Regions from separate parts of the Mus musculus genome. Here regions 1, 3 and 4 are each linked to region 2. A link is a contact called in public ChIA-PET and promoter capture Hi-C data. All regions are on one chromosome and are shown on one strand. The core of a region is the stretch at or near the end of the contact, and the rest is flanking DNA. Distances in the headings are between cores, read along the strand shown.

Region 1 (5,337 bases), core at 957-3,456, 820 kb after region 2:
CCTGGCAAGAGTCTGGCTATGGCCAAGAGAGTCTTGATTTAGGCTATGGTCTTTCCATGGCCGCCGGAAGAGGAAAGACCAGTTCACCTCATTACCTCCAGGGGGCTGGGCAGCAGTAAGTGCCAAGGGCAGCTCTGTCCTCATGAGACTCGTGTCCTCTCCAACCAGGGCTGGCACCACCACTTTGCCTAGTCAGGCCTGAAGCGGGAGAGGTGTCTGGTTTCTCTAGCTATTGCAGGAGGCCAACAAGCAGGGAACTTGCCCTTTGCCCTGGTAGACTTTACCATGTGGAGACGCCTATCCAGGACCTTTCTTAGACATGAGTCCCCTTCAACATCCTGACCATGGGCCTCCTATTTCTGGGATTGCAGATCGAGGATGTGGGGAGAATGTTGCATGTTGTTCTGTGGTGCTTGTTACTACACATTTGAATAAACAGTGCTGCGAACATTTGCCAAGAAGAAGCCAAGACCAGAGGACTTCTGGGGATTTTTTTCCCCTTCTCCTTTTCCCTCGCTCTATGTTCTTGGACAAATTTCAGCATTTCTACCAAGACACTCCTCTCCTTGCAACTCTGAACCCCAGGCAACAGAGTCTGCTGGCTAGGCAATTGCTTCTGGCAAGCCCCAGTCTAGTGACATCGACTCTTTTGGCGGCACCCAATTACTCCAAAGAAACCAAGACTCATTAGCAAACTTGGACCAAACTCAAAAGGCAAAAGACAGTGGCTTCCACAATGCTGCCTCCGTTTGCTCTCCTACCATCTGTGACCCAAAGGACAAATCGAGGGCCATATGCTTCCCTCTTCTCACTGTAGTGTTCACGCTGCACAAACTCACACCTATCCATCTCCTCAGACAGTCACATGTCACATTTACATTCTCTAGAAAAATGTACTTGGGCACAGTTTTACATTTAGTCTCATCAGGTTTCTGGGCCTCTTAGGGACCACCTCTGGGTGGGTCTTAGGTTTAGAACTTCTGCCCTCAGATGTTATTCTTTATGTAGTTAAACTGCTCTTATATGGGAGGCAGAAAGTCACAGACCTTGACTTAATTGCTCCCAAACTTGGCTTCATTTTAGGCAAAGGGATGCAATATGGCGTGATGGGTGAGGTAGTCAAAGAAAAAGAGGATTAATATTTAATTTCCAATGAGAATGGGGACGGAGATGAAGGTAGATTTTTGTCTCTTCTGTGAGGGTGGGAAGAAATATTATCAGCTGAGAAGGTGGGTGATTAAGGTACTTTCTGGACCTTAGCAGAAAAAAAGAAAGAAAGAAAGAAAGAAAGAAAGAAAGAAAGAAAGAAAGAAAGAAAAGAAAAGATAGATATGAGAAACCTCCCTATGCCAAGGCTTCAATAGCAGCTTTTCCAGCGGTGAAAAGATTCACTAGAAAAAGAAGCCAAAATGATGAATGGAGTCAGGGTCCAGCCAGGATTTGGGAAGAGGCGGTGCAGGTTATCGATTGTAGTTCCCAGGAGGAGAGAGACGATCAGCAGAGACACTGCAAACACCAGCAGCCTTGGGGCTACCCTAGTTCTGGGGCTGGTTCTGGATCGGCGATAGCCTTCTGTCATACTGACAGGTGATCTTAGCAAGCTCAGCCAGGTCCTCCCAAACCTAAGACACAGTACTCCAAACCTCCGTTCTGCATCAAGGCAGCGTGCGTTTCCCATAGAGGAACAGCACAGGAGCTGTGGCCCTCCCCCACCCCAAGCCCTGTGTCCTTCAGCACGTCCTGCACACTCCCTCCCCTTGCCCTTCTGATTCACTGCGCCCACCTCCTTGCACCTACCCTATTCGATCTACAGGGGTGCAGAGGCGCTTCGTGGCCGCCAGCCCAGGAAGGGGCGCCAGCCAGCTGGCGGATGCACGGCTTTAGAAGAGTATCTTGGGCAGAAAGAGGTTTGGGGCTCGGGTATGCGCAGTAAGTTTGGGAGAGTGAACTAGTGGCACAAAGGACGTGTACGGAGGGGTTGAAAGAGGATATCCCGAGGCTTTGATCTCTCCTTCCCCGCGTGCGATTGTGCATTTCGGAAGGGATCCCTCGGCTAGCTCCGTAAGCATCGCCACCCCTCCGCAACTACACTTCCCAGAAAGCTGTGTTGAGAGTGAGGTAGTGGCAGGAGGCACGAGCTGCGCTTGCGCAGAGAGTGAACTGGCAAGGTAGGGGGAGAGGGAGGCGTGCCCCCGGTCGGAGGGTGGGGGGAGGGGGCCGCGCGGCGGCGGCGCCAGGGCGGGCGCGCGTCCGCGGCGGTGATGGCGGTGCGTGAACGCGCGGTGGCAGCAATGGCCGCTCTGGAGCGGCGAGTGCCGAGTCTCGATGACTTCGCGGGACAGAGCTGGAGCTCGTGGGTGGAGCGGGCCGACCTGCCTGCGGCAGACGGTGAGTACAGACACATTAGAATCCGGGGACCCCATCACTATCTCCCCTCCCCCCCAGGGCCCCCTCCAGCTGAGGGGAGCCGCCGACTAGAGCCGCCGTCCGGCTCCCCGGCCCCCCAAACAAAGGACCCGCCGGGTCCTAGTGCCCGCCTGCTCAGACACCTTCGCGCCTCCGGGTCCTAGCGCCGGCGTATCGCTCGCAGCCCACCCTGCCCACCTCTGTCTCTGCGGGTGTACAGTACCTGCCCCCCACTTTACTTGCCTTTATCTTTCTTCTCGTGAGCCGTCCTCCAGCTTTTTTCGGTTCTGCACCTGCTCCGGCTCTACCCATCTGCAACAGTCCTCTCCACGTGTTTCCCACGCACCCCACTTCTGTGCCCCCCTCCCCACCCACTTGATTCTTCGCCTTTTGCCCCGCACCTTAGCTTCTTTCAACGTCTCCCTGTCTGCTCAGTTTTCCCGAACCCCCGCCCCCTCTGCTTTAGTTCATCCATCCTCCATCCATCCATCCATCCATCCTCCCGACCTCCCTCTATCAGTCCATCCATACATGACTCCAAGCCTCCATCCTTTCCTGGGCCTCTTGTCCTGCCCCTTGGCTCTCTTCCTTGACCCCTATTTTCTGTAGGCCCTTGAGTGTCTTTGGTGAGCAGGCCTGCAGCCCCTTCTGATCTTTGTCTCCTGGGCCCCAGGGAGCACCTGGCCTCGTGGCCTTTCGGGGTGACAACAAGCATCACACCCCTGAAGAAGTTTGCAAGTGAGAAGAGGTGGAGGAGGAGATCTCATGGAGCGGTCTCTAATGCCACTTGTTCTCTTTTGAGACCTCTGACTTACAGCTCTGTTCTGTCATTCCCCACACTTGAATTTAAGGGACTTAAAAGAGTGGGAGCTGCCCCTTATCTTTTGCATGCCTAACCCACTACCACTTACATCTGGGTATTATGATTGCCAATAATCTTCTCATCCTAGAAAGGGGCCACTCTGTTAGTGAGCATTAGAGAGTCATCCTAGATGGGCATACAGGCCACCCTTGGACTGCCCCCATGCTGAGTGGGCTAAGATGGGGCCCTCGCTGGGTCTAGGTGCACTGAGAACTGGAAATGGACTCAGATTTGGTGACTCAGAATTGATCCCCCCACCCCCACCCCAAGGGACAGGGAGGGGGCTTAGAGGAGGGGGGCGAGGAGTGAGGTAGGGGGATGGGGAAAGAGCTGCTTTGCACAGCTAAGATGTTTTTGTCATTAACCCAGAAACTGAGGTACAAGGGCAACCCCTGGACAAAGCCCCCCTAAGAAGGGGAGGGGCTTGCGTAGCTGATCAAGGAGACTTTGAAGATGCCAAAGGGTCCAAAGACAACAGTTTTTCTACTCTATGGCCATCCTATCAGTGCAGGACCTGAGAAGCTGAGTGTAACTTTGATGATACTATGGTAACTTGGGTGGAGCAAAATGAGTTTATGGGGGTGGGGATCTGGGAGGGCATTTGTCTGGGATGCCACAGAGTAGAAGAAAGGACCCATGCGAGCAGTCTCAAAAGGGACCTGTAGAAAAATTTTAGAACCATTTCCCTTTTAAATGGGGGAAGCAAGGCCCAGAAAAGAGACATTTACCCATAGTGGCCCATCTAGTCAGCCGTGGAACTAACTCTGTACTGTACCCGGGAGTGAAGGGTCACTGTGATCCTTAATGGGGTCATCATAGGCATTTGTGAGTGACCCGTGGAAAGTGTCTTCAGGAATTCTGAGTGCTTGTCTGGGAATGTGGGCTTCATACCATTGGGCTGCAGGCCCTGCTGGGTTCTGGGACTCGGGTGGGCATCCTCAACTGTGCTTCTCCTCCAGGGGCTGAACTAGAGGAGAACAGCAAAAACACGAAGAAACTTGACGCCATGACCCTCATTAAAGAAGGTGGGAGTCCTGCACAGAGGCTGGGTGTCGGGAACGTGGACCAAGCTTTCCCTCTCCCACTGGAGGAAGGAGCTTGAAGCAGCAGCGGGACTGCTGGGGGAAGAAACCTCCTTTTGATAAGTCTGAGTCAGTCAGTTGTCCTGGCCCCTGGGACCTGCTGGTGGTGATCCTAATCACGTGTGGTTGGTGCCCACATACAGGAAAGCCCATACACTTTGGGTCTGGTCAGATGGACTGGGGAGGCTGGGAGCGTCCAGCAGAACTATCAGTTGGAAGGCTGAGCGTCTTCTAAGTGGTGGCGTTGAGAGTGTTCCTTGAGCTAGGGAAATCCGGAGAATTTGACCCGAGTGATAAAGGGTTCTGTCGTTGCAGACATGTCCATCTTCGGGCACTGCCCTGCCCATGATGACTTCTATTTGGTTGTATGTAACCACTGCAGCCAGGTGGTGAAGCCCCAAGCCTTCCAGAAGCATTGCGGTGAGGGGCACCCTAGGGAGGCGATAAGGGGGCGGGCGGGTGGGTGGGATGGTGGAACATGGACCTCTTAGGACATTGTCAGTCTGGAGGTCATATGGGCTAAAGGAAGATGGTGCTGGGGACAGCTTGAGTGTTGGAGGTGTCGGGATTATTGTTGGAACAAGCTTCTAGCATCAAGTGAAGTTAAGAGGCTCAAGAAGCGTGGTCTAGAATTTTGACTCTTGAAAGGCTCAATCTTAAATGGGAAGGAGAGACACTCACAACCCAAGCGCTAGGGATTGGCGGGCTGGTTAGGAGAGGGGGAAGGAGGCACTCAATACCGCTCACCTCAGTTACTCTCTCCACCTCCTGGTGACAGAAAGAAGACATGGGCCCCTCAGCAAGCTTTATGCCCGGGCCCCACCCCCACCTCCAGCCCCTGCCAGCTCTCAAAAATGCCATGTAGTGAATGGGCAGGGCCCAGCTTGTAGAGCCCCAGGTTCCACCAAAACCTCCTCCAGGGAGAAGGGCCAGGGGTCCCGGAGCCGTGGCCATCAGCCTCCTGAGAAGACCCAGAAGGACAGCCTC
Region 2 (5,828 bases), core at 2,397-4,896:
GAAATGCTGGCTGGATCAATTGTGAGCTCACAGCTTTCTGGCCTTTTGCTTGGCTCTGTTCTCACCCCTGTATGCCCCACATGTCTGACACGTCTAAACCACATTTCTCAGGCTCCTTTACTCTCAGTGTGGGCTGGCTTGGGATCATGGGAAGCACCTGCAGGAGATCAGAACAGAGGAGGCGAGGGGTGGCGGGGCTGTTTCTCCCAGCCTCTCTGCCTGGGCTTGGCACAGTTCAGAATCCTTTCATAGAGCCTTCCTCTTGTAAATACTGGAGTACTGGACTGCTTCCTGCCTTCGTCCTGACTCATGCCAGGTGTTTAATCATCAAACTGTAGGCTGCCTTCCAGTGTCACTACAGCTGGAGATCCTTATAAAATGCAGATCTGAATATGCCACGCCTCTGGTTTAAGACAACAATGGCTCTCGATTATACCGGTTTCCAAGTAGGACTCTAAACTGCACACAGACAGAACTAATTTCGGTTCCCTCTGCAACATAGTATCTCTTCCTCTGAGCCTCTCAGCATGAGAATAGGATAGAAATTGAATTGTTCCCCACCCGTCAGGCCTCAACTCTAAGGTCACTAATCCCAGAAAGCCTTTCACAAGCTTACTTAACTCGGCTAGCAGGTGTTATCTTTCTTCTATCACAGCCGGCTCCCTTCTCCATCACTTACAGATCACTAGCTGTTACATTACACTACAACTCTGCTCATTTTTCCATGTCCTCCATAGGATGTAGCATCTGCGATGCACCTCAGATCTATTAGGTGTTCAACACGTAATAGGAGCTCAGTAAGTACTAGAAAGTTCCTGGATACTGCTAAAAGGTTTGAACCCTCCTTGGACTAATGTCAGCTCTCATTCAATGACAAAAATCAGAAAAACCCTTTTAATCATCCTTGCTCATAGCTACCTTCCGCTCACTTGCAGGACCATTTTAAAATCGCTTTGCTAAGATGATCTTTTATGGGAAATTCTCTTGCCAAGGTTACCAATGACCTATGAGCTCTTCAATTCTATAACTTCTTTTCAGGATTTGCAGTGCATGTGTGTGTGTGTGTGTAGGCCAGAGGTCAACATCTGGTGTTTATATCAATCGTTCTTCAATGCCTTTTTGAGACAGGATCTCTCATTCAACCTAGAGCTTGCTAATTTGGTTAAACTGGCTGCCAGCAAGCCCCAAGAATCCTCCTGTCTCTGCATCCAGTCCCCCAGCAGATCTTAACTAACGTTACAGGGTTTGAATTCTCTCTTGGCTTTCAGGCCATCTCTCTTGGTCTTTCTCTTTCTCAGGCTGCTTGTTCTTGGAAGCCTTCACAATCACCTCCCCCTCCATCTGCCCATTAAATATTCTCCAGGGCAGCTCACTCCTACCCGCCTTTTGGGCTTCCGCCATCAGTGACTACCACAATTCCCAAATGCATATTTTCAACCTTAACCTTTCACAGGCACGAAGGCTCAGCCTTGCTCCCTGTAAACAGCACAGATTCTCATTATTTCCCCTATCCCCAGCCTGCCCTCCTGATCGCAATGTTCAGGCCCTCTGCTTCTGCAAGCTACAGACATCAAAGTCCACTAACACTTCCCCCATCTCTTTCTGACCCACAAGGCAGCAAAATTCCCCTCGCCCAAGTAGTAGTCTGAATCTTTATTTCTCCTACTTCTTCACCTGGAACACCTCCTACTTTCTCCCAAATCCTAGGTAAAATCCATAAAGCCATCACTTTATTCATTCAGTTCATCACTTCTTATTCCAAGTTGTACTTCGTTTAAATTTAGGACTTTTTTCTGTCTTAGGTTTTGCCTTTTTTAAATTGTTATGTAGTGTTATTCTTGTGCGGGGTGTGAGAGGTGTGTGTATGTGTGTGTGTGTGTGTGTGTGTGTGTGTGTGTGGGTGTGTGTGTGTGTGTGAAAGCATGCATGCCATGGTGGTGTTCGGGCCTCAGAGGACAACTTTGTGAAGCTGGTTCTCTTTCCACTTTTCCATGGCTTCTCAGGATTGAAGTCACACTGTGGACGCTCCTGAGGTCCGGCTTGCACTGAGGCTCTTTACCCACCGACATTTCTCTGCAGTCCAGTTTTGTCTTTAAAAGGTCTAAAAAAATACATTTATTTATTTATTTATTTATATAATGCAAGTGTATTTGTAGGTGTGCATGCCTTACAGTGAACCTATGGATGGAGGTCAGAGGCCAATCTGCGGGATTAGCTAGTTGCTTCTTTCTGCCATGTGAATTCCAGGGATGAAACTCATGTCCTGCAAGTTCCTTTAACACTGATCCATCTTGGCCAGGCCAGGACTTTAAAATTATTACAAGCAGGTTTTGGGTTTTGGTCATGGAATCTATCTAGCCAGTAACTGGTGGTTTAGGCAATTAAAATATTTTATATGAATAAATAAATAAATGGGCTGGAGAGATGGCCCAGCAGCTCCAAAGGGACTTGGTTCACTTCTCAAATCCACAGGGCAGCTCACGACTGTCCCGTTTAAGAGTATCAGACACACTTTATGGTCTTTGCAATTACCAGACACACATGTAGTTCACAGGCCTGTAACACAGGCAAGAGACCCAGACACATCAATTGAATTTTTAAAAAACGTAAAGGAATGATCTACAAAGAGGATTCTTTTGAACTACACCTTTTCAAAAATTAAAAAGGCCAGATGCCAGGCTGGGGATGTAGCTCAGTTGTGAGGTAGCTTGCTAGCATGCATGAAAGTCCTGGGTTCGATTCCTAGAACTGCATAAACATGACATGGCGGCACATCCCTATCACCCTGACATGGGGATCACAAGTTCAACATCATCCTTGATTACATGGGGAGTTTGAAGCCAGCCTGAGCTAGAGACCTTGACTACAAACCAAACCAAACAACAGTACCTAAAAACACCACCACCCCTCAAAAACAGTACGCAATTAAATTGATAACATACGTTTTAACAGTAGATACTGTGTGGGGGGGGGGGGGACAATTGATATTCATCTAAAAAGAATTTTTTAAGTATGCCTTTAGAATCTGACTTCATGTGTTCACAGTATGTACAGATTTTAAAGGGGAAAGTATTTTAACTCCTCTGGTCCTTTTTCTTTCCTGGGTGACAGAAATTAAATAAACAAGCCATCAATGACGGGAAACACAAGGCACAGCCCCTTGCTTGGGCACTTGGTGTGGCCACAGCAAATTTTAATCTTTTCCTTTCTCCTAGCTGACTTTCATCTAATGTTTAAGAGCTAGTGGGGTTTAGAGACCCTACAGAAGATTTTTAGGTTTGGGATTCTATTTGTCTCTATTTATCTTCAAACCCAGAGGCCGTGAAATCACTGGAGGGGGAGGGGAAGAAAGGGGGGCGGTGCAAACCCAGAAAGGAAAGGCGCAGAGGAAGCTGCACAAGGAAGCTTTTTCGGCTGGGTTTGTCTTTTTTTAACCCCGGGGAGGCGTGCCGAGCTCGCTGCTGTCGCGTGTTAGCTTGCCCAGCTTCCCCGGCGGGGCGCGCGCCCGCCCGGAGCTCCTCCGCCCTCCGCGGACCGCCCGCTTCCGCGCTGGGTGCGCTTCCGGCTGCGGCCGCTGGGGGCGCCCCGGGCAGGGAGGCGGCAGCGACCGTTCTCCTAGCGGCGCCTCTCTCTCTGCTCGCGATCAGACGGGCGGCGGCGGCGGTACGGAAAGGGCGCCCACTCCCCGGGCGAGCTGCAAGGCGACCGCTCCTCGCGGGCGGCCGGGGTCCGCGCTGCAGCCGCCGGTGCTCTCAGGCCCGGGCTGCCGCGACAGGCGGCCCCGGCTCCCGCCGACTCGCGGCGCCCCCCGGCTGCGCCCCCACGCGCCGCTCGCGGCCCGGGCCATGGGGCTGGGCGGATCCGAGGCTCGGCCGAGCTGAGGCGGCGGCGCCCGTCCGCGCAGCCCGCTCGCCGGCGCCTGGCCCTCACGATGATGAAGAAGAAGAAGTTTAAGTTTAAGGTGGACTTCGAGCTCGAGGAGCTCTCCTCGGTGCCCTTCGTCAACGGGGTCCTCTTCTGCAAGATGCGGCTGCTGGACGGCGGCAGCTTCACCGCCGAGTCCTCCAGGTAAGGAGCCTCGGGAGCTGCTCTCCCGCGGCTGCCCGCAGGCAGGGGCTTCTTGCACGGCCAGCATCCCTTTCTATGCTTGGCCCCTTTGCTCTGTCGAGCTGCCAGCTCGGTGAGCTCATCGTCCTCCAGAGACGAGTCTGAAATCAGCCAGAGCATCGAACAAACGGCACCAAGTGCTTCGCAGTGGGCTGGGCTGGTTGTCCCGCGCGCCTATCTTCAGGTGGCCCCTGAGTCTGCTTTCCCCCCAGTTCTTCAGGAACGGTGGAGACACAGAAAGGATGCTTCTGGTTTGTCCAAAGACATTTCCCATATTTGCAAAATCCAAAGTAGACCGTAAACCTTAGAGAAGCGAAAATGACCCAAACTGTTACAGTCCAAGAGCTCCCACTCGGAACCGCCTGTGGTTGACGTAATTACTGAGACTTTACTGGGACTTAGGGTGGCCACGATAGAGCTTGGGATACGCCTGGTCGGGCTTGTCTTGAGTCAAGCGTTCCTGGCAGACGAGACTATGTAGTCTTTGGCTTGCCTTAGAGCTATGTCTCCAGTTAATGTGCTTATATTCTCAATTACCCATCTTCAAGTGGCCACTAGTGGGTCTCAGTGAAAGACTTAGAATCAAGAGAGCCCAGACCTTATCCTCCATGTCCTTTTAAAATGAGCACCTAGACACTGGGAAAGAATCTGACAGCAGGTGACAGAACGCAGCCATGTATGGCAGGATTCCTTGAGTAATTTAAGGGCAGGTTACACATTGATAGATTTGCTCTTAGATATTTTTCTCTACAGAAAAACAAGATACATGAAAGAAGTTTTGGAATGAACTTTTAAGTTCTTAAAGTCAAGGAGAAGGGGCTAGTCGTCAATATATGTTTTGTCTACGTAAACTTCATTTTTACCCTAAAAAATATTCTTTTTATCTGCTGTTCCATTAATAATGTAAAGGAAAAAATGTCAATGGGTTGTGGGACGGAAGCCAGAAAACTGCCCTCTCTGGCAATAATGAATCCCGTGGAAGCCAGGAAACGCCAAATTGCCTAAATGAACAGATGTACGCGGCACTATTGATCCTCAAATTTATTTTTAAAAATCCACTGAGGATAATTTTCAATATTTAACTGTGATGACAAACCTGTAGACATTCAGCTAATTGATTATACAACCATTTTAACACTGCTGTCAGAGAACAATGAACTGTGGAGAGGAAAAAACTACATGCATACATACATACACACACACACACGCGCGCGCGCGCGCGCGCGCGCGCGTGTGTATGTGTGTAAAACTTCCTAGCTCTTGCAATGGAAATCCTGAACACCATGCGGGGGTCAAGTGACAGCCTTACTCTGAGGCCTAGACAAAGTTTTCCTGGAGGGTTCTTTTCCCCCTCCCCCAAGTTGGAACAGATAGACGTAAGCCTCTGCCTCAATGGTGCCACCTGGTGGTCAGAACATGGGCCTACCTACCTTCTTTCTTTTCTACCTCCTTTTCTGCATGGAGTGTTGATTTGCCTCACAAGTCAGTCAGTCACAAGTCTGACCATTTCCCCCCCACACACACCTCACTCCCAGTACACATGTCCACTGGGCCGTTTAAACATATTGATTACTCTAGGTAGGGCTATGAGGTGGAGAGTTTTACTATGCTAGTAAGTGAATTGAGTCTTAGGAAGCATACCTTCCCAAGACCCCCTCCTGTCTGATCGCGTGATGCCAAGTTTCTGGCCCAAGTCTAACTTCAGACAGCGTGATGTCAGA
Region 3 (5,002 bases), core at 1,096-3,595, 580 kb after region 2:
TTGAGAGTATAACCAATCAGATGTGAGACATGCAAATGAGGAATAATAATGAGGCTCTGTGAGGTACAGAGAGAGAGAGTAGCCAATCAGATGAGGAACATGCAAATGAGGCTTAGTGCATAACCAATTCGGGTGTGAGACACGCCTCTCCTAGGCCTATATAAGCAGCACCAGTTCTGGGCTCCGGGTCTCTTAGCCTCTGCAATCAAGCTCTCCCAATAAACGTGTGCAGAAGGATCCTGTTGCAGCGTTGTTCTTGCTGGTCGAGTCTGGCGCGCAAGACTTAACCTCTGAGCCACCTCTCCAGATCCTTAACTTTTGGTTTTTCAAGACAGGGTTTCTCTGTGTAACCTTGGCTGACTTCGAACTTGCTCTGTAGACCAGGTTGGCCTCAAACTCATAGAGATCTGCCTATCTCTGCCTCCCCAGTACTGGGATTAAATTAGTAAGCCATCACTGCCCAGTAAATAATTTATTTTTATTTCATATGCACTGGTGGGGTTTGTCTGCATGCACGTCTGTTTGAGGGTGCCAGATCCACCGGAACTGGAGTAACACAGAGTTGTGAGCTGCCACCTGGGTGCTGGGAATTGAACCTTGGTCCTCTAAAAGAGAAGCCATCGGTCTTATCTGCTGAGCCATCTCTCCAGCCCAAAGAGAGGTATTTATAAACAATAATAAAACTAATAGAAAAAAAAAACCCTGGAGTTTGTTTTGTTTGTTTTTGAGAGGCCAGAATTTCAAAGTGATTTCTGGAATTACACTATAAAGGACTGATGCACTCCTTAGGCCCCACCTCTCAAAGCACCTGCCATTGTTTTCATACCTTAGATTACACGGATCTTACCCTCTCAGGGGTTCAGTGACCCCCAACACTTTGATGACAGTCTTCAAGTATTTTCTGCAAAGACTGCAGCTCTCTATCCTTAACATTTATTATTATAACTTCTCTTGGCTGCTTTCCATTTTCCAGCCGTCCGATTGCTAGATACTCAGGAAAGTGTTCTTTTTAGGAGAAGACACAGGAAGGGGAGAGCAGGTTTGTGGGTTCCGTGTTAGTTAATGTTTTCTACTGTGTGAGAGCAGTAGGTTTTTGGTTTGGTTGTATGTGTGTTTGGTTTTTGAGACAGATTCTCACTACACAGCTCTGGCTGGCTTGGAGTTCGGTATTTAGAACAGGCTGGCCTTGACTTTACAGAGCTCTCTACCTCCGATGTGATATAAAAGGCACCTACTACTAAGCCTGACTAGGTTTGGGTTTTTTGGAGACATGCTGGCCCTGAACTCATGCACCCGCTGCTCCCACTCACAAGGGATGCACATGGACATGCACTACCACATCTGGCCAAGAGAGGTAATTTCAAATGAGGTCTTCTCACTTTAAGAGTAACAGGTGTGTGTAGGTTGGGCTTGGTGGCACACCCCTTTGATACCAGAGACTCCCCAGGAAGAGGCAGGCATCTCTGTCTGAAGCCAGCCTGGTCTACATAGTGAGCTCCAGGACAGCCAGGCCTATAGATTCTATCTCAACAAACAAAACAAACAAACAGACAAAAAGAATAACTTGAACGTGTTGATAGAATAGCCTGGCAATGCTCAAATTACATAAACATAGAATAGTTTCAATCGTAAATATAAGCTACAACTTCTTGCAAAGGTCTATTGGATTTGGGTGAGGGATATGTGAGAAGAGAGGTGTGCTCATCTCATGGACTGTCTTCTGACACCCAACCCTTCTTCCCCTGGTTTTCAACACAAAACTGTAGCCAAAGCTGCAGGAGACCGGGAGGGGACAAGCTCAGATTATCCTGCCTCCTAGCCTCCCTCCAGTGTCTCTGTTTATTAAGTCCATCAGGGTCTCTAACCTTGTCCTTTTATCTCAGGGGGGCTTGGCAAAGGTTTGTTGCGGGAGGAAGGGGGTAGGGCTAGTATAAAAAGAAAAATAAAGGATGAAATGGCACACATCTTTAATCCCAACATTTTGTTTGAGGCTGGCCAGGTTTACATAGTTGCTAGTCAGAGCTACACTGTGAGACCCTGTATCAAAACAAAAAGCCCCAGGGCTCGAGAATCTTGAGGGTAGGTAACTGGGTGTGTGCTCTGTAATCAAGATAGAGGAAAACTGGCATCTGCAAAGTGCATTGTCTTCCAAGTCAGCTTCGGTCCACACCGAGATACTCCCTTCAACCAGAGGAACCTGAGGCATTCACGATTTCAGTGGGGGGCGATCAGAAGGCCTTTCAGTAAGGAGTTCAGCAGAGAAACAACCCGCATAAGGCTACCACGCCCTTTTCACTTCTCACCACTCCCTCTGGACCCTGCCTAACACTGCGGCTTCCGGCGAGCTAGGCGCCGCCCCCTCCCGGGCTGCCGGGTGCCTGCGCAGTGAGACCAGGTCAGCGCGCAGGCGCAGTGCATCGTCCACCCGCCGCTTACAGTCCTCTCTTAGTGTTAACTGGTGAGGTAGAAGGATGGTGCTGGACCTGGATTTGTTTCGGGTGGATAAAGGAGGGGACCCAGCCCTCATTCGAGAGACGCAGGAGAAGCGCTTCAAGGACCCGGGGCTGGTGGACCAGCTGGTGAAAGCAGACAGTGAGTGGCGACGATGTAAGTACCAGGAGCTCGCAGTATCCCTTGAATCCCTCATGGCTTCAGAGGTCACAGCTTACAGCTTTTGTCAGATGCTCCCGCGACTGGCCGGCTCTACCGGCTTGTCCGTAGAACAAGCTGGGAACCGGGCTTGTCCCCCTCTCCCTGCAGCTCCCGCGGCCTGGGTCCCTCCCCGCGCGTGCTCTATGCTGACTGCCGCCAGTGCTTTAGGAAGGAGCTGCACGCACGCACGCGCAGGGAGAGCTGTCAGGCCCTTGCGTAGCTACAGCAAGCCAGAGCTGGAGTTTTACTTGGGGGGCGGGCTGGGAATTAATTTTCTATACATTTTGGTCATTCTCAGTGTTTTATTCGTCTTTAGCAAACCCAGCGTAGTCCTCCGGGTTTTGCAGGGATCAAAGGCTGCTCTCTCAGACTGAGTGACTTCTGCAGCACCCTAGGATTACTCCACCCCAGTCGAACCATCTGGGGACTTTGGAGGCTACTCTTGACTAAATGCAGTGACCCTGAAATTTGGGGTGGCCACTTCTCCAACCCTGAAGGCATACCTTTAAGAATCAGGCTTTTCCGTGCTAGATCAGATAGGACGGAGGGGTGCTGTAAGGCAAGAAAAAGCTTGTAATTACTGAGGATGGTTGTGATTTGTGGTAGTTTTCTGGAAAAGACGTTGGCAGCGTAGAAGTGACCCATCGTCATTCAGGAAATTAAAAGAAGCTCTAGAATCCTCTGCCTCCCAAGTGATCACCTGGCAGACCGGATGTTGTCAGTGGCATGTGACTCGGGTAGTCTGATGCAATAGGTCTGCAACCAGCTGAGAACCTGGTTTATAAGAGCACTGCTAAGGCAATCCCACGATCCAAGAGTGTCTCCCTCCTACTCCCACCCTCCAAAATAAACAGGATTTCTTTCTCTCTGTAGCCCTGGCTATCCTGGAACTTGCTCTGTAGACCAGGCTGGCCTTGAACTCAGAGATCCACTTGCCTCTGCTTCGAGAGTGATCAAGGGTGTGTGCCACCATACCCATAGGGGTGTTTTGTGGACATGATTTTACTGTTAAAAAGCTTCTTTGGTATCAAAACATATTTGCTTAGCTGACAGTTGTGTACCTGTTCTGTATGTCTCAGGTACTCTAATAGGGTAATTTGTCAGAGTTTACACTTGGACCAAAAGTTTTGAATTGGTCTAAACTGAACTCCCCTTTTTTGTTTAAGATAAAGAATATTTGGGGGGTACCTGCCTTTAATCCCAGGACTCTAGGGGTCAGAAAGAGATAGATGTCCGAGATTGAGACTAGCCTGGTCTACATAGTGAGTTTCAGGCCAGTCAGTGCTACATAGTGAGAGCCTCTCTTGGAAGGAGATACTCTGAGATGGACTTGGTGGCATTCACATATTATCCTAACACAAGGTAGTCGGAGGCAGGAGGATATGCATTTCAAGGCCAGCAGACCCTGCCTCAAAAACAAAACACCTTGGTTCCGAGCACCTTGCCTTGAATCATAATCAGAAATAGCAAGATTTCTGTACCTATCTATTCTGACTAATGTGATTTTAAATATGTTAGTGGTCTCTTGCATAGAATGTGCACATATAGGAAATTTTGACCCTTACCTGAAGAGATATTGGTAGGTTCTTTAGGGATCAATAGTATAGACAGGCATTAAAGGACAACTTTAAAAAGTGAGCGTTTGTTTTCAAGATGAGGCCTGGCAATTTTGTCCAGGCTAGTGTAGAACTCAGTGGGCCCAAGTAGTCCTCTCCTCTCAGCTGGGGGTCCAGATCTGCCTCCACGCCTGGCTTTAAAGGTGGTGAGCACTAATCATACCAGGAACTATTGACAGTTATTTAAAAAGAGGACCAGAAGTTGGGAGAGAAGTTGGGCCCTGAGCAGAACTGGAGACGGGGTAGATGGATAAAAATCTTTTTAAAAGAAATGCATAGCGCCTGGAGAGATGGCTCAGTGGGTAAGAGCACTGACTTGCTCTTCCAGAGGTCCTGAGTTCAAATCGCAGCAACTACATGGTGCCTCACAACCATCAGTAATGGGATTTAATGCCCTCTTCTGGTAGACAGAGACAATGTACTCAGATGCATAAAATAAATAAATCTTTTTAAAAATGCATATAAAGGGAAGAGATTTTACTTTTTTCAAACAGGGTCTCATGTAGTCCCTTTGGAGTGAGGCTGGCCTTAAACTAATTCTGCTTCTCATGTCCATTATTCTGGAATTTCAAGTGTGTACCACCACAGCAGGCTTAAAGGTATGTGTGTGTGTGTGTGTGTGTGTGTGTGTGTTTGTGTTTGCAGTGTTTGAACCTAGGTTTTAGTACATGCTAGATAAGTATGCTACCACCGAGTTATGCATAACTAACTAACTTCCTTCCTTTCTTTCTTTG
Region 4 (5,434 bases), core at 1,632-4,131, 640 kb after region 2:
TTGGATGCCCTTTCTGAGTTGAGAGAGAATCTGGAGCTAGGGCACCTTTTCCAGGTGGTAGACTCCGCCCAATGAGTGGCACTCGGGTGGCAGGCTTGGGGATGGCTGAAGGGACAGGGAGTCGACTGGAAGACTTGACAGCTGCTCCCTGGAGCCGGGATGAACATTGGGAGTTGCTAGCTGAGGACTGTGGAACTGGTCTGACAGGAATTGGTGGGCCTGTGGACAGGAGTGTAGTCGGGTCAGGGTGGAGCTCAGCTCCTCTCTTCCCCTCATCAGCCTCGCCCACATCTCTGCTGCCTGGGTCTCACTTGCTGTTGTCCGGGCACCGAACCCAGTTTTCCGCCGAGGTGGAAGAATTGGTTGTGCAAGAGGAGAGCGCCCCGGGCTTTTGGATGCAGGGAACAGATTGCAAGTGGGTGATTCCTGAAACAGAACAAGGAAGGAAAAAAAAGACCAGAGTGGAGGCAGTCTGTGTTCTGCTGCCTTAAGGAGAGGAGATAGTAGGTAGGGCGTTGTCTAGAACCTATAAGGAAGATATCAGCCAGCAAGATCTACCTACCTACCTACCTTCCTTCCTTCTTTCCTTCCTTCCTCCTCCCCCCTCTTTCAAAGCAGGGTCTCTCTGTGTAGCCCTGGCTGTCCTGGAACTCACTCTGTAGATCAGGCTGGCCTCAAACTCAGAGATTCGGCTGCCTCTGCCTCTAGAGTGCTGGGATTAATGGCGTGCGCCACCACTGCCACCCGGCTACTTTCCTTTTTTTAAAGTCACTTTATATTTATTTCTTTACTGTATGTGACATACACATATGTGGCAACATGCATGTGTAAGTCAGAGGACAGCATGTGGGAGTGTGCTCATCACGTAGACAACAGTCCTCACATGTAGGTCACAAGGCTTGAACTCAGCTTCATCATCCCTGATGGAAAGTGCTGTTACTCACGGAGCCATCTCACCAACTTATTATTATTATTATTATTGTTATTATTATTATTATGTTTTGTTTTAAATGAGGGAGTCAAGTAGCCCAGGTTGGTCTCAAGCTCAGCATATAGCCCCCTGGGACTGACCTTGAATTTACATTTGCCACATCCATTCCTGTGATGCTGAAGAATCCAACCCAGGGCTTTGTTTAGGCTGGGCAAACTCTAGCCACCTGGCCAGGTCTCCAACCCAATTTGCTTAATCCTAAAAATTCCAGGGGATAATTAACTGTGTTCCTCTGCCCTGTATGGGAATGACACTACGCCTTCAGTGTCTCCTGCACCTTGTCTAGGTGTACGCACGCATGTCCACTCTCCACACTCACCTTCTTTATGCTGGAGGGCTTCTTTCCGGATGCCACCCGGACAGCCCTGGCTGACCCCTTTTTATCACTGCTCCGGAGCCCAGCTAGGCTGCTTGGAGGTGGGGTGCTCCAAGAACTCACGGTGGGCAGCAGATCTCGGACAGGGCTATCCTTCAGGACGAAGGTCTCCCGCCGAGGACTGGGTTTCCCTCTGGGGCTGGGCCTTCCAGGGCCTGTACCAGCCCTCTCCCGATCTTTCAGGGCACACTCCTCCAGCTGAGCCGCCAGGCGGTTGGCTTCATCAAGAATCTCTTCCAGCTTCTCTGGGCTGAGCGGGCCCAAGCTAAACCGCACACCCTGGAGGGCGGGAGCTACTTCATTTGGGTTACTCCGATGGGCGAGGCCCCGTCGAAGTGGTTTCTCTGGACTCACTAATACTGTTATGTCTTCTTCCTCATGACTGAAAAACAAATATGGCACCATGCTGGACAACAGCTAGCAGAAGGCATTCCTGTCGGCGAGTCGGGGACAATCCCCAACCCTGACTCCATTTTGGCCATGAGAACTGCTTTTAGGTGAGGAAAACTTAGTTCTACTCCCATTTTCTGAGACAATGTCTCAACTCTATAGCACAGAATGATCTCAAATTCAAAATCCCTCCTGCCTTCTCTCTCTCTCTCTCTGTCTCTCTTTCCCTCTCTCCCTCCCCCTCTCTGCACTCTAGTCTATCCTAGGAGTGTGGGGGTGGTTTGCAGGGCATGCCTCAACATGCCCAGGGACATTCATCTTTCATTTACATTTACCCCTAAATTTCCCTACAGCTTCTCTGTTCTCACCAGCATGTGTTCTAGAGGCCCAATTCTACCAGACTACTGCCATCAGAGGGTACCATACTCTGCTAGATTACCAACCACGGTTCTAGAGGCCCATAAGTTAGCAGTAAAGGGTTACAGATGTATTGCCGGAGGAAAATAATAAATGGATAAATAGGCTGGTACCTGTCAGATGGAGACAGCCCTCCGAAGTCCAAGGTCTCGTCCACAATGAACTTGATATCTGAAGGGATGAGAAGAATAAATGCCAGCTATCAGTTCTTGACAGACAGACTCTCAGGGGCCCGTTCCTCCCTCCATGGCTTCCTTACCCTCTTTCAGATCCTCCATGCTCAGCCAGCATAAGCGAGTCGGCTTAGACCTGAAAGAAAACATGCCTACCTCAGGTGTCTATCATCCTGCCTTAGGGCCCCATCAAGACTCGGAGTGCATTAGCTGGGGTGAAGAGGCATGGTGGTGGTAAAGCAGGATCAGCACGTGTCCCTGAAACTAGTCCGTTATATTAGGGAAAGGTGCAGAAAGCTCGACACCTGATGTGCAATCCGCCAACTTGCGCCCTGGCCTCTCCTCAGTCGGTCAGTCTTCACCTCCATCCTTACTATTATCCGAAATTTCGCTCCCCCCCTACCCCACCCATTTTCCACTCCGCGGCACCACATCCCCGCCACACCTCCAGCGCACACTCGGTTTCCACTCCCCACCTCGCTTCACAGTCTACGCAGGAAGCTTTTCTTCTACAATCTCCCAGTTCCCGGGAAAGGGCTCCCGAGGGGCGGAGCTTCGTTCGAATTTCTTAGGCTCCACCCAGTCCCGCCACAAACGCACAGCGATTGGTGAGTCCAAGGGGGCAGGGCTGAGTCGGGAGCAGTCGGGATGTCAGCCGGAGAAGATTGTCCCTTGGACCAAAGGGCACTTCCCAAAAAGGGTAGGGGGCTACAGCGGAACGGCGGGAGGAGCCGTGAGTGCGCGGTGGCGTGTACCGGAGCGCCTCCTTCTAACCGCGAGTCAGACAAGGGGAGAACTGTCGAACCAATGTAGGCTTGGAGCCCCGCCTCTTCCCCCACCTCCTGGATTCCAGCATCTGAGACTGGGTTTCCTTGCTGGGTTTCTCGCGTACTTGCAGAGACCACCAAATAGACCATCTCTCCAGCACTGGAGCCACAAGATTTCTTCATTTAGCATAAGGCCACTTCTCTGAGATATCTGGCATTTTTTTCTTCCTGCTTCAACCCCAACCCCCAAACGATGAGTATGAGCAGCTATTTAAGAGTTTAAATAAATAACAAAGAAGTCATTCTTCCAGGCAAACAGTAAGTAGTAATAATAATAAAAGATGTCAGAGCTGTGCTCCCTAAGTGCAAAAGGATTACCTATTGCTAAAGATCTTGTTCGTGTGAAGAATTTATTTCTTCGCCAGGATGCTGGAGATGTGTGCACTTTAATGGTGGGCCTGTAAAAGTTCAGCAAATAGCATGGTCTGGCGCATCCTTAGAGCACAGTCACTACCACCTTCTACCCTAGGCTTGCTTCAGGTTGGAAAGAAGCCTTTGCTGTTGTGAATGTTGTTGACTGGCTATGACCAGACCACTCCTCTCCATTCACTGATACACACACACACACACACACACACACCATCTGTTTCTTTTCCCTTTGTTTTTTGCTATTTTCTGAGACAGAGACTAGTGTAGCTCATGCTGGCCTTTGAATTCACCATATAGCCAAGGATGACCTTGAAGTCCCGACCCTCCTGCCCCTACCTCCCAAGTGCTGGGACTAAAGGCCTGTGCCACTCTACTCTAGGACCATCCTCTGAGACATCTGCAAACATCTGCAAGCATCTTCAGGAGTTCTGTTGCGCCTGCTTCGGAAAGACCATCACAGCTGGGCCTGTGGACGGTTTACCTTCCGTCATAGAAGGAGGAGGTGGGACAGAAGGTCACGGGACCTTCACCTGAGTATGCAGCCGTCCCTCTCAACCAGCTGTATGCAATTCTGTCCTAACTGCAGATGGTTTGGGGGAAGGGGCTAGAGGATAGAAGTGGGAAGAGGCAAGGGGAAGTCTCCTTAGGGAAGTCACCAGAGCTGCTTCAAGGTCATCCGTGCCTACACCCCTAACCCACTGCTCTGTAAGTAAGCTTATCTTATCGAGTTCATTGGTTCCTCTGCATAAACTCTGGGTGGGGGATTCCTCCTGTTGTTTGACTTTGGGGAGGTAAGAGAAGGTGTAGACAAGGTGGTTTATGTCTCTCCCAGGGAAGACATTTTAGCAGCAGCCACCAAACCTGGCTTTATCTAACAATTTCAAACCGGTGTTCCCTAAGGACAATAGATTGGCTAATTGTCTTCTCAGTTTTCCCAAGGCTGGCTTGGAAGTAGTAAGGCTTTAGTTGGGTAAGGAGCTAATTTACGACATATGGTAGCTATCATCACGTGGAAGCTGTACTCTCCCAGAACTTCAGTGAGAAAGAGGCAGAGTAGTTTCAGCGTCAAAGTGAAAGTAGATCTCTTTGGTTTGAAGAAAAAAAGCCTTTGGATTTTCCTGAGCCAATCAACATCCCTTTTCTTCTCAAAGGAAAAAAAAAGTGGCCTGATATTCGCCCCCCCCCCCCAAATCCTGAAATATTTTCTCTTTTAAGCTCATTTTTTCCAACCCAGAGTGTCTGGTCATAGATGAGAGAAAATGGGGAAGCTCGCCGCTTACCGGATTCTGGCTTGGGGGGGGGGGGGCTGTGAGCTTAACTTTCTCATTTGTAACATGAAGATTAAAACGAGAGAAATCACTTCTGTTCAGTTCCCGATGCATAGAAGGCTCTCTGCCCTGCCCCCACCCCCACCCCTACCCCCAAACACCCCCTCCTGCTCTTGCTTTCCCTCACTCACTCTCACTCTTGACTAAGATTCACTAACCCAGGACACCACGGGGACAGAAGGCAACCTCAGGCACCAGCAGGGTCCCATGTGCTCATGAGAACCTTTGTCCTCCTGTTGACAATCTCCAGCGCTGATTCTCACAGTTATCCATGTGCAATGCAGTCTTAGGTTGACAAACTTCCCTAGAGCCTCCCGGGAAGATGCTAACTGTGGCCAGGCTTTAATGCTGAGGGAACTAAAGCTGCGATCCAGTGCTCTACAACTCAGATACAGTTCTCTGTTATATAAGGCAGCAGCCTCTATTCTCTTTTATGTAATATACCGCTTCAGACAGTGATGGCTTAGGACAGCCATGGGAGTGCATGCCTGTATGCCTGTCATCCCAGCACTTGGGAAATCAAGGTAGGAGAATTGTGAGTTGAGAGCCACCTCCCCCCCTTG

Evidence for each region. Promoter capture Hi-C pulls out the DNA fragments that hold promoters and counts their contacts. ChIA-PET counts read pairs in DNA pulled down with a chosen protein or histone mark.
Region 1: a contact with region 2 is called in an RNA polymerase II ChIA-PET map of memory CD8 T cells, with 6 read pairs. The contact joins the promoter of Atxn7l2 here to the promoter of Fam102b in region 2. A contact is called at or near these places in 1 of 39 promoter capture datasets (pre-B cells) and 1 of 115 datasets of contacts at active chromatin or transcription factors (memory CD8 T cells).
Region 3: a promoter capture Hi-C map of pre-B cells shows a contact between it and region 2, with 4 times the contacts expected there. The contact joins the promoter of Sars here to the promoter of Fam102b in region 2. A contact is called at or near these places in 2 of 39 promoter capture datasets (the C10 cell line and pre-B cells) and 1 of 115 datasets of contacts at active chromatin or transcription factors (pancreatic cancer cells).
Region 4: a contact with region 2 is called in a promoter capture Hi-C map of pre-B cells, with 5 times the contacts expected there. The contact joins the promoter of Psrc1 here to the promoter of Fam102b in region 2. A contact is called at or near these places in 2 of 39 promoter capture datasets (the C10 cell line and pre-B cells), 1 of 15 datasets of contacts at CTCF or cohesin (embryonic stem cells), 1 of 484 Hi-C or Micro-C datasets (CD4 T cells) and 2 of 115 datasets of contacts at active chromatin or transcription factors (memory CD8 T cells and pancreatic cancer cells).

What each region holds. Positions count from the first base shown.
Region 1 is chr3:108,207,396-108,212,732 of GRCm38.p6, reverse strand. Atxn7l2 (ataxin 7-like 2) reads left to right here and starts at 2,206. Exons shown (of 11, transcript NM_001289545.1): 1 at 2,206-2,388; 2 at 4,228-4,293; 3 at 4,666-4,770; 4 at 5,129-5,337. The coding sequence starts at 2,262. Sypl2 (synaptophysin-like 2) reads left to right here. Exons shown (of 6, transcript NM_008596.1): 6 at 1-467.
Region 2 is chr3:109,025,425-109,031,252 of GRCm38.p6, reverse strand. It overlaps Fam102b (family with sequence similarity 102, member B), which reads left to right and starts at 3,646. Exons shown (of 11, transcript NM_001163567.1): 1 at 3,646-4,068. The coding sequence starts at 3,932.
Region 3 is chr3:108,442,602-108,447,603 of GRCm38.p6, reverse strand. It overlaps Sars (seryl-aminoacyl-tRNA synthetase), which reads left to right and starts at 2,345. Exons shown (of 11, transcript NM_001204979.1): 1 at 2,345-2,607. The coding sequence starts at 2,472.
Region 4 is chr3:108,381,285-108,386,718 of GRCm38.p6, reverse strand. It overlaps Psrc1 (proline/serine-rich coiled-coil 1), which reads right to left and starts at 2,881. Exons shown (of 8, transcript NM_019976.3): 1 at 2,793-2,881; 2 at 2,434-2,483; 3 at 2,288-2,345; 4 at 1,311-1,749; 5 at 312-426; 6 at 1-219. The coding sequence starts at 2,452. It overlaps Gm12522 (predicted gene 12522), which reads left to right and starts at 2,978. Exons shown (of 3, transcript NR_040560.1): 1 at 2,978-3,432; 2 at 3,923-4,248.